3 separate regions of the Mus musculus genome follow, and all the other regions are linked to region 1. The links are chromatin contacts, called in public promoter capture Hi-C maps. All regions are on one chromosome and are shown on one strand. The core of a region is the stretch at or near the end of the contact, and the rest is flanking DNA. Distances in the headings are between cores, read along the strand shown. Region 1 holds the start of 1110036E04Rik (RIKEN cDNA 1110036E04 gene). Region 2 holds the start of Lactb (lactamase, beta). Region 3 holds the start of Dapk2 (death-associated protein kinase 2).

The links. Promoter capture Hi-C pulls out the DNA fragments that hold promoters and counts their contacts.
Region 2: a contact with region 1 is called in a promoter capture Hi-C map of erythroid cells, with 26 times the contacts expected there. The contact joins the promoter of Lactb here to the promoter of 1110036E04Rik in region 1. A contact is called at or near these places in 2 of 39 promoter capture datasets (erythroid cells and pre-B cells).
Region 3: a contact with region 1 is called in a promoter capture Hi-C map of erythroid cells, with 12 times the contacts expected there. The contact joins the promoter of Dapk2 here to the promoter of 1110036E04Rik in region 1. A contact is called at or near these places in 1 of 39 promoter capture datasets (erythroid cells) and 1 of 115 datasets of contacts at active chromatin or transcription factors (embryonic stem cells).

Annotation. Positions count from the first base shown.
Region 1 is chr9:64,048,292-64,051,460 of GRCm38.p6, reverse strand. 1110036E04Rik (RIKEN cDNA 1110036E04 gene) reads right to left here and starts at 1,632. Exons shown (of 3, transcript NR_040713.1): 1 at 1,566-1,632.
Region 2 is chr9:66,973,885-66,977,053 of GRCm38.p6, reverse strand. Lactb (lactamase, beta) reads left to right here and starts at 1,570. Exons shown (of 6, transcript NM_030717.1): 1 at 1,570-2,013; 2 at 2,270-2,336. The coding sequence starts at 1,663.
Region 3 is chr9:66,156,477-66,159,645 of GRCm38.p6, reverse strand. It overlaps Dapk2 (death-associated protein kinase 2), which reads right to left and starts at 1,420. Exons shown (of 12, transcript NM_010019.3): 1 at 1,306-1,420.

The sequences.
Region 1 (3,169 bases), core at 383-2,882:
TCCAAGGACACTACTCAGTTTGAATGGGAGTCCATGATAAGGGCCTCATTTTGTCTTAATGACCGTGTGTGTGTGTCTGTCTGTCTGTGTGTGTGTGTTTTCGGGATGCACATGTGTGTACCTGTGAAAGCCAGAGGGCAAACTTGGATTTCATTCCCTGGGCTCTGTTCATCTTGTTTTCCAAAGCAGGAGTCTCTTACTGGCTAAGAACTCACTGACTGTCCGGACTGCTGGCCACAGAGCCACAGGGATCTCCCTGACTCTGCCTCTGACACTGGAGGAGTTTCATGTGTGTACCACCATGATGATGTCTGCTTCTACATGTATTCTGAGGATCAAATTCAGTTTCAAGGTACAGGCAAGACAAACACTACTAACTGAGCCACCTCCCCAGCCTCCATAACAACTTCTAAACAGCCCCTACTTCCAAGTACAGCCCAGTTCTGAAGTACTAGATGCCAGCCAGTCAGTCAACATGAACTTGGTGATGCCACAATTTTGCTTATAACAAAATCCAACGGCTATCAGTGCTCATCCCTGGGCTGAGGGGATAGACTTGGAACTTCCAGGAAGCTGGAAGCATTCCAAGAAGATTTCCTGGAAGGGAAACTTCAAATCTTGGTCAAAAGGGAATCAGAAGGAAAGACTGGAAATTCCAGGCAAATGAAACAGCAAGAACACAAGCCTGGAAACAGGACGCGTTTCAGGAAAGATAAGCTGGTGACTGTCTGGATGAGTCACGGGCAGAGTCTCCCAGAAGGTAACGTTGTGAAATGCCTTGGATGTTGGAGAGGCTCGGGGCTTGATTCTGCTTCAATAAGGACCCATTGAGAACATCTGAGCTCAAGAAAGAGGAGGGTTGTACTTTGGGCCAGAATCAGGGAAATCGCTGTGTGGAGCAGGCTTGCCATTTAGAGCATGCGACAGAGAAGCCCCTGGCTTGCTGATTACACACGGCTGGAGTCGCCACCAAGTTTTTGATTCAAAGTGCCTTGATAGCCCCTGAGCGTATTTTGGATTTTGTTTTTTGCTTTTTTTTTCCCTTCGCCCAACTTCTCAGGGCTGCTACTCTTGATGGCCCGTGAGATTTAGGAAGCACCGGAATTTTACTAGGCAGAGAGAGCAGAGTCCCGGCAGGCAGAGGTGTGGCTGCTCCTCTCCCCTCCTGACTAGGCAATCACCCTGGAGGACAGCAAGGCCAAGGCCTCAGGGGAGGTGGCGCCAGTTCTGGAGAGTCATCTTGTGTCTGGTTGCCATGGCATCCGGCACTGCATAGGAGGGCCAATCCGGCTCCCCCGCCGGAAATAGGGTGATCACCTGGCCTCCGCGCTTTCCACAGCGCCGCGGGGTTTTCTGTTTGTTTGGTTTGGTTTGGAAGCAAACACCAAATAGTTAAACTTCCCGGAGCTTGTATCCGGCAGAACAATTCTACGGAAGATACTTTCCTTTTCAAGCTGGGGGCCGTTGAGTCTAAGCTCGTCTTGGCTCCGCTTGGTTTGGCCCTTTTACTCCGGCCACGCCCACTCCAGTCCAAGCTGGCCTTCTCTGCCTTTGGCTGTGCTCACCTGCTACCTCGTGAAGAGCAAGGTCCCTGGAGTCCTGCTGCCCTTCCTGCTGGTCATGGGGAAGATCCTCAACTCCTTTGTAGTCATACCCTCACCTGAAGTTTGGGAGTAAGACACCACCTCCTCGGGTTGCTAGGAGGAGTAACTGAGGGTGAACTTGGAAATCCCCCGGATACTACAAAACAGTACAACGGGCACGTGAAGCTGCATTAACAGCTCTCATTATTTTTACCTTTGCTCTTTTGTAGTGGCTTAGTCACCGGCCTCACACGCTTTATTGATTTTTACCCACACTGGGTATGGTGGAGAACTGTGAGTTCAAGGCCAGCGTTGGCTGTGTAGTTTGAAGCCAGACTGCACTCCCTTAAGACTCAGCTTTGGGGGCGGAGCACTGGTGGCGCACGCCTTTAATCCCAGCACTTGGGAGGCAGAGTTTGAGGCCAACATGGTCTACAGAGTGAGTTCCAGGACAGCCAGGGCTACACAGAGAAAAAACAAAACAAAACAACAAACAAACAAAAAAAGACTCAGCCTTGGAAAGACATAAAACAAACAAAAAAATTCCATTACAGCTTAATTCAGAATAAAAAGAGAGAGACTATAATCCAATTTAAGAGAAATACAGTATACAGTGTCTGCTTAGCTTCAACCAGGCCCTCAAACCTTGCGTCCTGGCTTTCTAGGCCAGGATTTCTGCCTCCTACCCGTATCATCTCCTACCTAAGCACTCACAGGAAGTGAGAGATCAGGCAGAACACAAGCTGGCTCCTGCAGTAAACGGCTTCAAAAACTCCTTCTCTCTCATAAAATCCAGATGCATGCTTTCATGCTCAGGACTTTTACGCCCGACCTACACTGCCGCTTCCTGTTTAGTGTCTGCCACCAAGACTAAGGTGTCCCCTGGAATTTCTTAACCATTCCATGCTCTTTATATATGTCAGTCTCTCTGCTTGGGATCCTCTAAGCTCCATTTTTCTTTTTGTTGTTGTTTTGTTTTTTTTTTTCTTCCTCACTTTAAGAGAGATACCATCAAGACTGTAGTGTCCCACTGGGATTTCAATGTGAGTGTGTGTGTGTGTGTGTGTGTGTGTGTGTGTGTGTAAGCACTTAAACACTCAGTATGTAAGCTGTGAAGGCTCCGAGGAAGGCTATGGAGGCAACCAATGGGGCCTTTCTGCAGAGAAACTCTGTGAAGCATTACTTCCTTGGCTGCCCAGGTTCCTGTTCACACTGCGTCTACTCTGCCTCTTTTCTCCCCGGGTCACATCTCTTACTGAGCTCCCCAGGAAGAGCGGCTCTTCCCAGGGACTTCGTGGCCCATCCAAGCTAGCCAGGCCCGGCTCTACTTAGCTTCTGGGATCGGATTAGATCAGGAGTGTTCAGATGATGTGGCAGAAGACCTTGCCGGGGACTTTGATACATGGAGACATGGGAGACATGTAGTAACCTTGGCTATTTGGGGGTAGCCAAGTAGAGACTAAGTGACCCCAGGCAGCTTTGTTTCAAGGTGCAAAGAGCATGTGCTTCCTGTGGGGCCCAGGCCCCTCATCTTGCCCTAAGGGAGGATCTTTGAGGGGATTCAGCCTCTAGTTAGGTGAAGTGCC
Region 2 (3,169 bases), core at 321-2,820, 2.9 Mb before region 1:
AGGACCGACGGATGTGTGTGACAAAGCCAGACGCAGCTGGACACCAGACCGTACTCCATAGCTACGCAGGGCAGAGGAAGCGGAGCTCCATGGGATGTGGGCAGAGGTGATGGGGTAGGAGGAGAGAGCGAGCGGTGACAACTTGAGCTGATCAGGAGTGTGGACAGTCACAAGAAGCAGAAAGGGTTTTGGTCCACATGAATCCACCCATTTTGCTATTTGGCACTTATGACGTGAGGCTCCTACCCTCTGCCACAGACTGGGGGACAGGAGCTCTGTTTTCCAGTGGTGGTTGGAACAAACAGTAACTGCGTTTGGAAACTCTGATCTTTCTCAGGCAGGTATTTTGAAGAAAGATAGGGTCACTCTAGCAACGCAGCCTTGAGCTGTGAGAAACTGTGGAAGAGTTTCCTACTCAGGAAGAGAACTGAGAGTAGCCTGGCTAGAGTTTGCTTCAGAGAACAGGACTGGGTGTGGAAGGGCAGCTGTAGCGCCCAGTGGACCCTGGCCATGTAATAATACTAGCTGCAGCTGCATCCATCGCACCACTGGGAAGCTGATTCACCGCCCACGCCTCTGATCGTAGAACCCTTCAAACCCTCTGACAAGAGAGGAAGGCTGAGAAGGTACATTTCTGGGCCATCACCTGACAACTCTGTAGATTTAGACAAATCCCTTAGCCTCCCTTTACTCCAGTTTCCTCATGGAACTGATGTCAGACAACACAACCAATCTCCAGAGCAGTTACGATGATTAATGTTTGCTAGAATGATTGTCACTGGGCAGGAAGGCGAGTCAAGACATAAAATTCTCCTAAAAGAATGAAAAAAACCCACATCAGGTTTGCTTTTTCCCACTTTTGTGTGTGTGCATGTATATACATGCATATTAGCATTTGCCTGAGAACGTCCCAGACTATGTTGGAAACCATCTATAATTGCGCTTCTAACTTTGGATTGAGGCTGGGTTTCTCAATCCGTTACAGGTAGGCGCCATGCCCACTGGGCATTTTCACCCGGATACTGGGGATTTGAATTCCAGTCCTTGTGTTTGCATGGCAAGTGTTTTAACCACTGTGCATCTCAGTCAAACAAAGGGGCGAGTGTTGTTAACATAGGCATAAGGTGGCAAGAGGGTGTTGCTGTGACAGGAGACTTGTCTAAGGATATCATGTGTGTTGTGAGAGAGAAGAAGCATGGAAAAGGAGAGAGATGAGGAGGAGAAAAGGAAAAGAGAGGCTTGAGGGACAGGTAGAAACTAAAGTGGGAAGGAGAAAGAGGAGAGAATCAGAAATAAAGAGAGGGAAAGAGAAAAGAGGATAGAGGGAGGAATGTGGGATGCGAGAGAAAAAGAAAACAAGAGAGGGAGGTTAGAGCTAAAGGGAGAGAAGAGAGAGGAAAAGGAGAAGATAAAAGAAGGAAGAAAGATATGAAAAAGAGGGAGGGAAAAGAAAGCAAGAAAAGGAGGGGTGGAACCAAAGAGGATTAGTAGCCAGAAGGCTAGAAAGGAGACGAGGACCAGGCGCTCGATGCGCTCGTCGCTCACCCACCCGGCCTTGACTGAGAGGTACTGTAAAGCCCCGCCTCAGCCCCGCCCCCTCGTCCCGCCCGCCGCGGGCCAAGCCGGAGCAAGCTAGGAGGCAGCCGGCTCTGCGGAGGCAACATGTACCGGCTCCTGTCAAGCGTGACAGCTCGGGCTGCGGCCACCGCAGGCCCAGCCTGGGACGGAGGGCGGCGCGGGGCGCACAGGCGACCGGGCCTGCCTGTGCTGGGCCTTGGTTGGGCCGGCGGCCTGGGGCTCGGGCTGGGGCTGGCTCTCGGCGCGAAGCTGGTGGTCGGGCTGCGGGGCGCCGTCCCCATTCAGTCCCCCGCGGACCCCGAGGCGTCCGGCACTACCGAGTTATCGCACGAGCAGGCCCTGAGCCCGGGGAGCCCGCACACGCCTGCGCCGCCAGCAGCCAGGGGCTTCTCCAGAGCCATCGAGAGCAGCCGCGATCTGCTACACCGGATCAAGGTGCGGGCCCAGTGGGCGTCAGGGCGGCGGCTTCCGTTTTTCTGACTGCCTGGCCGCGGGCTGACGCTCTTAGGGCTGCTCAAGTAGCAGCTGAGGTCACCGGTCGCGGAGGGGCCCGCCCCTTCCCCTTTAGAGTCCTGTGCACTCCGACGGCCAGGGCAATCGGAGCAGAACCATTGCCCTCCTGGTGGGCGGGACCGCAGAGTGGGCGGAGTCAGTCTACTTTTGAACCACCAGGGTCTTTCTTTTCTCTTAGGATGAGGTTGGTGCCCCCGGCATCGTGGTTGGAGTTTCTGTAGATGGAAAAGAAGTCTGGTCAGAAGGTGAGTTCAGCAGGTAGCCCATTTTGTTATTGGTAAAATAAAATACTGATGTTTTACAGGTTGGAGTTGCAAAAAGTGGCACATTTGTAGAGACAATGTATCCCTAGAATAATCAGGCTGTTTTATTTATCACTGGAAAGTTTAAAATGTAACTAACTGGGCTAGGAGTATAGCTCAGTGGAAGCTCACTTGCTTAGCCTCCATGTGTGAGGGCAAAATAAAGTAAATAATTAAATTGTGTGACTCAAGTACGTGGATGTGTTCAAAATGCTGTTTCTTCTCCCAGTTTACTCTTAAGAATTGGTCTGAAAATGGAATGTAGAACAATCCATTAAATTACCACTATTACATATTAGATAACCCTTATTAGTAACTAAAATGTCAGTTTCTGCATATTTTTATTCTTTCATTCTGTAATTTTTTTATTCCCCACTTCTGTAAAAGGCACTATACCAAGTATTAAGAATACATGATATCCCTGGTCCTTAATGATTTACAGTTTATTATTACATTTACTAGACAGAGTGTTACCTGTTTTGTTTTTAACGACAAGCTTGAAGTGGTTTGGGATGGAGCTCAGTTGGTGCTTGCTTTTGGGTACAAGTTCTGGGTATAATCCCTTGCACCACATAAATCAAAGTGGTATGGACCCATGATCCCATTCCTCAGGACGTAGAAGCTGGAGGATCAGAAGCTTAAGGTCACATGATGTGTGTGAGGCCAGCCTGAGCATGTAGAGACCCTGGCATCCATCCCTCTCCAAGGTTAGAAGCTTTGAGAGAGCCATTTAAAAAAAAAAGAAAAAAGATTTATTTATTTCATTTATATGAGTA
Region 3 (3,169 bases), core at 171-2,670, 2.1 Mb before region 1:
TGAGGAAGTGATACAGAGCACTCCCATCCCACGGTATCCTTGCTGTGGACTGGGGTTTGGGGTAAAAACTTAACATTGAAACAAAAGTCTGAACCCACTGGGATCGGGTCTAAGTCACTTGTTAGACAAAAGGAGAAATCTGAGGTCCAGAGAGGGAAAGGGACCTTTCCACCATGGCACAGCTAGGCCATCAAACTTCCCAGGGCTTCTCTTGATACCCACACAACTCCTCCATGGATGGCTCAGGACTGGAAAGCCAGTGGCTTCTGGGAGAACAGTTCCAAGGAGAAGGTGCCCAAGTTTGGCAGGGACAGGCAGTGGTTTGGAACACGTGCGCACATACACACACACATGAAGAATCCTCAGACTCAGGTCTGGGGAAACTGCCAGCAGTGCCAGCAGAAGGGAGGAGACTCTAGCATCACAGAACCCCTTTGGATGATCCCTGATAAGGATGTTGGGGCTCAGAAGGTCAGCCACCTCCCTGAGTTGACATGAGAAAAACTCAGTCTTTTAATAAAAGGTTCAGCTTCTTTGGGCAGCCGGACTGTTTGCCCCCCACATCTAACAGAATAGAAGGCTCTAGAGAAGCTGTCAGGGTTGGCTGGTTTATTCCCTCCAGCAGGTAGTTTGTTGTCCCGGGGCAACAGATACCCACCCATTCCTGACACTTCAGTCAAGCCTCCAAAGACAGCTACTGGTCTATCAATACCATGACTTTAGATGCCAAAAACTTAACCGGCGGGCAGGTGGAGACAGGGAGGGCTTTGAACCCAACTCTGAAGCAGTCAAGGTACCAGCCACTTTTAGTCAACAAAATTCCCCTAGGATGCCAAGCCAGTTAGTTGGGAACTAGTGTCAGAAACCAAAAGAGCTGCCCCCAGCTACCTTTAGATGACAGGGAACCAGGGAGTGTCCCTCCACCTGCCCGCAGCTGTTAGGCCACACTGGAGGTTCATTTCACAGGAAGCAACCTCCCGGGCTGAGGCGGGGAGGAGGAGGTGTGAGCCCACAGAGGCTGGGCTTGTTTCTCTCCTATTGGGGACTTTTGAGGGGGCCAAACTTGATGCATGGTTGTTTCCATTCTCCTGCCCAGATGTCAGGCCTCTGTCCGTCAATCCCCATCCCGTCTCTGGGACCAGAGTGTCAAGCTTAGGAGGCACCCCGAGGTAGTAGTAGCCTGCAGACTGGCCTCCGGGTGCCGTCCCAGCGCACAAACCACAGAACGGCTATATCCTAGACAGGCAATGCCCGACCACCCCAGCCACTGCTGCCGTCGAATCCCGCGGCCCGGGCGCTACTCACGGCGAAAGGCTGCGCTGCATGTGCGGAGAGCTGGACGTGCACCGGGGCGCGGCGGGGTGCGCGGCGCTCCGCTCTGCTCTGCTCCCTGCGCCCGGCGTCCGCCCGCAGAGCCGCCGAGGAGCAGAGGGGGCGGAGCGGCCAGCCCGGTCCCAGGCGCCGGCTGGAGGCGCGCCCGGACACTCGGCCCGGAGCTCGGGGCGCCCCCTGCTGGAACCCCCGCGGGACCGCCCCGAGGTGAGGACTTGGATGCTCGTCCCTTCCCGCCCTGTCTCTCACATGCTGTGCCACCTGGAACGAATCAACTTGAGTAAGCTAATGATCAACGCACTTCACAACCCAGCACAATTGCCAGAAAACAGAATTTCTCTGCCCTTCGTCCCCACCCACGCACACCCTGACTGATCAGATTCTCTGGGGACCTCGCTCCACACAAGGGTAGGAAGCTCTCATGTGCCCCACTCATTCCCGGCCCAGCTTGAAGACTGCCCATATTTGCCTATTACCACGCCAACCCTGGCACCATTCTTGAGTGTAGTCCGTGTATCACCATTAAGCCTGTCTTAATGAAGGACTTGGGAGTTGATTCTCCCTTCCTTTTGCAAATTATCAGAAGGAGAAAATATCAGTGGTAGCGTTGGTGGCTGGAAACAAAACTGAAGTTCAATGGTCTCCATTCAAGACCAGAGACATTTTAAGGATGGCCACCTAGAGCCTCCAGCCCTAAGTCACTGTGACAGCTAACACTGTCAATGTGACTGGATTTACAATCAGGAGATAAACCTCTGGGTATGCCTATAGGAATTTCTAGATTGTGTTTCCAGAGCTTTAGTGAGACCAGCCCTAGATGTGCACAGCAATGGTCCACGGGCTGGGGTCCAGGAATTAAAAAAAAAAAATCGGTGAGGAGAAACTGGCTAGTGAGGGCTGCTCTTCTCTGACCATTGCTGCAATATCTGGGACAGCCTCCGGGAAGATCCCAGACCTTTGCGTGTGACCTTTCAGATCTGTGCAGTTTAGAGGGCTCTCTGTGAACAGAGAACCAGGATTCACCTCATATTTCTCTCTCCCTCCCCCTCCCCTTCCCCTCCCCCCCCTTCCTGAGGCTGGGCACAATGTACCCAGCTGCGCCACGCTCCTGCTGCCATGATGGACTATACCCTATACCTTCTAACTGTGAGCCCGTTCTTGAGTTGCCTCCCCCACCCCTTGAGTACTTTCTCACAGCAACAAGAAAAGTAGCACAGATCCCCCCTTAGGGATCCTCCCTAGAGCTAAGGATGTAAGATTCTGAGTCATGGGTGTAGTCCAAAGTCCTGCCCTATCATCCATGTGTGGTCAGCCACCAGAAAGTGGGAACAACAACCCTTCTGGTAGCTTCCAGTGAAGTCCTGAGTAGCACTGGCGGAGGGTGACATGTGAAATGTGCCCAAGGAGCACACTACCCCTCAGCCTTTTCAACACCAGGAACCCTGAAAATGCCACTGAGTACCGCCCAACTCTCTCATTGTGTCTTGAACAGTCTCAGGGAAGATCCCAGACCTTCACTTGCGTGTGACTTTCAGGTTTGTGCAGGTTCTGGGGTTCTCCTCAGAATAGCATGCTAGAGAGAAGTAGCTACCATCTGATGGCTTCTGAAGTCAGTGGACAGAGGGAAGGACACACACACACACAGTGGCCACCACAGTAGCGAGGTCCCTCATCCTCCAACCAGCCCCAGATACCTCCTCCCCCATTTTTAAGTCTGTTGCTGTGTGACAAACCATCCTAGCCTTGCTGATACAAAACACAAATTTCATTATGCTCCTGCATTCCTGGAGTCCACTCTCTTAAAGCCACTCTACTCTGAACCCTGCCACCTCAGTTC